Linked DNA regions of Gossypium arboreum: region 1 is linked to region 2. Evidence: chromatin contacts called from public Hi-C data. All regions are on one chromosome and are shown on one strand. The core of a region is the stretch at or near the end of the contact, and the rest is flanking DNA. Distances in the headings are between cores, read along the strand shown. Region 1 holds the start of LOC108484427 (protein SAWADEE HOMEODOMAIN HOMOLOG 2-like). Region 2 holds the start of LOC108484021 (nuclear pore complex protein NUP85).

Evidence for each region. Hi-C and Micro-C count contacts between places; a contact is called where the count stands out from the background.
Region 1: a Hi-C map of leaf shows a contact between it and region 2, with 2.5 times the contacts expected there. The contact joins the promoter of LOC108484427 here to the promoter of LOC108484021 in region 2. A contact is called at or near these places in 2 of 5 Hi-C or Micro-C datasets (both in leaf).

The regions. Positions count from the first base shown.
Region 1 is chr6:108,203,670-108,206,511 of ASM2569848v2, reverse strand. It overlaps LOC108484427 (protein SAWADEE HOMEODOMAIN HOMOLOG 2-like), which reads left to right and starts at 1,379. Exons shown (of 10, transcript XM_053029437.1): 1 at 1,379-1,533; 2 at 1,613-1,710. The coding sequence starts at 1,642.
Region 2 is chr6:107,964,794-107,967,493 of ASM2569848v2, reverse strand. It overlaps LOC108484021 (nuclear pore complex protein NUP85), which reads left to right and starts at 1,368. Exons shown (of 18, transcript XM_017787627.2): 1 at 1,368-1,901; 2 at 1,998-2,100; 3 at 2,247-2,357; 4 at 2,460-2,543; 5 at 2,700. The coding sequence starts at 1,525. LOC108485948 reads left to right here. Exons shown (of 1, transcript XM_053030035.1): 1 at 1-761. The coding sequence ends at 620.

The sequences.
Region 1 (2,842 bases), core at 130-2,629, 240 kb before region 2:
TTTGCGTAGGTTTATTTTGTTTATATAAATAAAAGGAAAGCAAAGTAATTGAATATTTATAACTTTTATTTGATTAAATTGTAGAGATATTAAGATAATAATTGATTATATGGTTTTTTTCAATTAAGTTCATTTATAAAATAATTAATATAAAAATTAATAAGATACAAATGTAATTTCACATCTTAAAACTAGCCTTAATTTTTTCCCTAACTTTTTCCCAATTTAAGGTAATTAAAAATTAAGTAATTTAAGGAAAATAAGGACAATTTAACTCCTTTTATAAAAGAAACTATACAAAAGGACAAAATGTTAATTTCATTTCCTTTCCTTTCCTTAATTTGAATACAATCCAAATATAATATAAGTAATTTTCCATTATAAAAATGGGTTTGTGAGACTTTAATTGTGGAAGCTATTTGTTTTCTTTAGATTCATATATTATAAGGACTCAAACTTGAAAGATAACTCCACTCATAAATAATTCTACTTGTCTTGAAATTTAATGTATTATTTTATAAGTTTTGCTTGTAAAGATGAGTAAGAAAAATTGAAAAAAATCTAACATCGATTTGAATTGAGGTTTTTAGACAGTTTATGAACTATAAGTAAAAAAAAATTACTTCACTCAAATCAAATATTATTTTTATTTAATTTTTATGACATAATAATAAATATTTTATATTTAAAATAATGAAAATAATTAAAAATATATATTTTATAAGAATTAGTAATTTGACTTTTTTATTTTGAAATTTTATTGTATAATGATATCCAAAAGCCATAAAATAAAATTAATCTTATTAAAATAAGTCTAATAAATCAAAACATAAAATTAATATTCCAAATTATCACCAACGATTCGAGAAATTCAAAAAACTTGAACGAATGCAACTCCCCTTTATTTGCCGGTATAAATAGGAGGAAGCCCTTTTGTTTTGGATTAGGCAAGACCTGAACCCAATAAAGTTTATACGACGACCCAAGGCCCAAATACGAACAACTCAGTAGGACGCAGCACATAAGGATGAAATTCTATAAGGGTTTAATCATGAATTTCATCTTTCAACTTATAAAAACTCAGAAGTTAGTCCCTCTATTTTTTCAGATTTTGATATTTATATTTTTTGAAAATTAAGAAGTTAATCCACATGTTGAAATTTTTACGTTTTTATTTTTATAATTTGTGCAAAAATTTGTTGAACTGCTAATATTTCCTTAATTTTTATATTATAAAGTAATGAATTGATGACTTTTAACTGAACAACGTGACGTGATTCAATTGGATTACTATATTTTTTGTAAAAATGTAGACCAAATTTTAATAAATTAAAAATAAAAGAACTAATATTTCAAATTTTATAAATAAAAGGATGAAATTTATAATTAGAACTTCTGAAAGATTTTTCTGTTTGAATAATTTGTAATTCTATAAAAATTGAATCCGAGACTTTGAAAGGCGCTTAAATGGTCATACATACGCTGTACAACACACACAGTCTCTGAAACTTCAAGAATTTAGGGTTCACTAAGGTAAACAAGATTCCTGAATCCCCAAATCGTTTCTCAGTTGCCTCCACCAAGTTTTAAACTTTAAAGTTTGTATTTGAAGAAAGCAAAGGAACTGTTTTGGAGTGTTTAATGGATCGTCTACGCCCAAGGCACAGACAGAGACAAAGAGCAGCCTTCTCTGGGTTTACAAAACCCGAGGTGAAAAACCATGTCTTTTCTGTTTTAAGTGCCATTTCTTCATCTGGGTAGTTATCAGTTTCTCCATTTGTTAACAAATATGTAGTTTTAGCTGTTATTTTTATTTTTGGGGGTTTATTTTCATGTTCTTTTCTTTTAAAGAAACTTATCAGGATATTGCATTCATATGCTGTTACCAGTTTATGAATGATTAGCTGAGAAATTGAGCTTTAACTTGTGGGTCTAGAGCAAATTGTTGCCTTTTTTCTTCTTCTCATATATCCATATTTCTCAATATAGAAAGCTTCCTTACTTTATTTCTTATTTTTAATATATTGTACCATGTTTATGCTTCTGGTTAGCTCTGGCATACATGTTGATGTTATTTTTAATTCATGAACATATATTCTTTTTTTGTTTATCTTCATGTTCTTTGCTTTTTAAAGATATTTACCAGGATATTGTATTCATATGCTGTCACCCGTAGTTGTTTGTTTATGAATGATTAGCTGAAAAATTGAGCTTTAAATCTGTTGCATGCTTTTTTTTTCTCTTTCATACATGCATGTTTCTAGGTATAGAAAAACTTCCTATATTTCTAGATTTTTCATTATTTTTTATTATTTATTATTTATTATTTTATAAATATATTGTCCCATGTTTCTGCTTCTGGTTAGCTCCAGCATTCGCGTTGATGTTTTTTATAATTGGTGAACACATGAAGTTCGAGCTCATGTCTTTATTGTGGATCGTGTATGTTATTTTTATGTAGCATTTCTTTATTTTCATAGTTACGAGCTTCTCTGGTTGTTATCAAAGGTGTATATTTAGCTGTTACATTTTTGTTTATTTTTTATGTTCTTTTCCCTCAAAGAAAATTATCAGCATATTGTATTCATATGTGCTGTTAGCAGTAGTAGGTTTGTTAATGAATGATTAGTTGCGAAATTGAGCTTCAAATTGTGGGGTTTAGAACAAATGGTGGCATGCCTTTTTTCCCCCTTTTTCATACATGCATATTGCTCGATATAGAAAGCTTCCTATATTTCTTACCTTTTAATGGATCGTCCCATATTTTTGCTTCCGGTTGGCATGCATACGTGTCAATGTTTTTTGTAATTCATGAACATGTGAAGTTAGAGCTGTTGTCTTG
Region 2 (2,700 bases), core at 119-2,618:
CTGAAAGGATAGCTCGAGCGCTCCGTCACCCGCTCTTCCTCCTCCATCGATCCGATTCCGACTTTTTAGTGTTAGGTGCTACGGGGAATGTCTACACCGTGACCTTATCTTCCACCCCTTCATGCACCTGCCCCGACCGTACGACCCCATGCAAGCACATCTTATTCGTTCTAATCCGAGCATTGGGCGTCTCGGTCGACGACGCGTGTCTCCGGAGGCGAACTCTCCGTCCATGTAGGCTCAGCCGTCTCCTCGGGACGCTGACGTTGCCTGAAGCTCTAGCCGGGGCAGGGGTACGCGAGAGGTTCCACCAACTTTTCTCTCAGAGGAAAAAACAAGGCGAGTCCGGGGGAGTTAAGGAGATAGAAGAAGGAACGGTTTGCCCCGTTTGCTTGGAGGAAATGGAGAAAGGAGAGAAGGTGGCGGCGTGTTCCACGTGTCGGAACCTGATCCATGAAGAGTGTTTGATGAGGTGGAAGAGGAGTCGAGGGAGGAGGTCGGCTAATTGTGTAATTTGTCGTGCCAGGTGGAGTACTGATCAAGAGAAGTATTTGAATTTGGCTGCTTATATTGGTCGTGACGACGTTGGCGACGGTGGTAGTAGCCTATGTGCTGGATAATTTGTTTTAGGTTGTTAGTTGTAGGGTAAAAAATTGTTAATCACGAATTCTTTACGTTTAATTATGAAACTGTTAATGGATAATATCATTTGATAATAGGGTAGTGGAAATAAATAAAAATTGACTTAAATATTTTATTTATTTAATGATGTCATGAATTTGTACTATGGGGTTAATTAGGATGAGACTTTCTCAAACTATATTCTTACTGGATGTTTGTTTGGATTTAATGTAAGTATACATATGAGATTAATTTTAAAAAAAAAAAAAGTGGGGGGTGCATGATAGATTACACTTACACCCAAGCTTAAAATAGACTCCACCTTCAAGTAATTATCTAAAACTAATTTAAAATAAATTTTATTATTGGACGACAATCTTTTATTTGTCTAACTTAAAAATAAGAAGCTGTTTGCTGTTTTCTATTTATTACCAAAAGTTACAAAGAATGATGAGACTTTCAAAAGTTCAAGATTCATATACGAGTGATTTTATTGGTTTTAATAAATATTATTTACCATTTCATTAGGAAAAAAATATCAGATTTTCTTTTAATTTTAAATTAAAATTTGAGTTTGAATTTAAAAAATAATCTGAATCTAAAATTAATATATAAACAAAAATTTAAGGTGTAAGTGAAATAATAATTTCAATTATTTAAATCTGAATCAATTACATTATTTTACAAAATTCAAGTGAATCTGTAATTTTGTATAATTAATACATGTATGAGCGTTGGGAATTTTATCTACGAAACTTATTCTTACGTTAGTTTAGTTTCGCCTCGTAACCAAACACGGGTCGAATGAATCCCTCCTTTCCCCCTCAATTCAACGTTGGCAAACCCCCTCGAAAACCCTAAAGCTTTCAGACCCCCCACTCACTGATTTATTGGCAAAAGGAAATGCCCGGCGTCTCTTCTGATTCCGCCCGCGGCGCTTTGGTTCCACTTTCACCCGAGTCCCCGGGCGCGGTGGTGTATCCTCTCCGCCATGGTCTCAAGTCTCCAATCTCTAGACTCTCCATCTCATGGTCACGCGGTAACTCCCTCCGAGTCTCGGTTTTCGCCGCTCCTTCTTCCGATGGCTCCGTCAATGATGGTGACGGAGGAAAAGTAGTGGAAGTGAAGCTCGGCGGCGGAGACGGCGAGATCAGCGAGGCTCATTGGCGGAGGATCGCCTACGGTTCGGTCTCTCCTTTTGCTCTACTCCAAAGCAGGAAAAATGCTGTCTCCAGCTTGTCCAAAATGTCCATGAATTCTTCACCTTACGATGGTGACTGGTAATTGATTTTCAAAATTTCATTTTTTCTATACCAATATATCTTTGAAATTTATTTTCTTTTCTTCTGAAAAAAAATTGAATTCGCTGTTTTTAGGTGGGATTACATAATGGAGTACAGCAAGGACATAAATGCCCTTCTAGTTAATCAGAAATCGGCTTCAGTTCCGGTTCTCGATGACACGAAGTCAGTCATAACTGTGAGTTCCATTTTTTTGATGAGCCATTTTGTCTTCGCTTGGTATGAGGGATGGAAATTTTGTTAATATAATGGTTAAGCTAGAAAGTGTTAATTTAATGGTAATTTCTTTGAATTTCAAGTTACCTTTTTTTTTTCTCCTCTCAGAAAGGAGAGGAACCAACTAGTTTGAAGGCTGCGTGGGAGCTATTGGAAATGTTTTATGCAGAAAAGCCATCTCATTCATGGTTACCCGAACGCCTTGTTGATTGGTTAGCTGTAAATATCCTACCCTTTTCTTTTGTTACTATAACCATTAAGTTTTACATTAGTTTGGTTTTAAAGTTGTTTGTTACTAGTAAGCAATTTGTGTCTTGGCAGGATTACGATAGCCTTTTCTCTGGAACACACCCGACAGTCCACTCAAAGCTTGTTGATTTTCAAAAAGAATTTGTTAACTTGCAGGTGTTAAATAATTAGCCTTCTATGTTCCTTATGAAGTTAACTTCTTTTATATGGTACTTCTGCAGTTCTGGAGGTTTAGGCTTGCGAGTTGTTTAACTGATATTTGGTTCTATATTCACCTAAGATGATGATATTTAATCAGTTTATTGAATGCAGG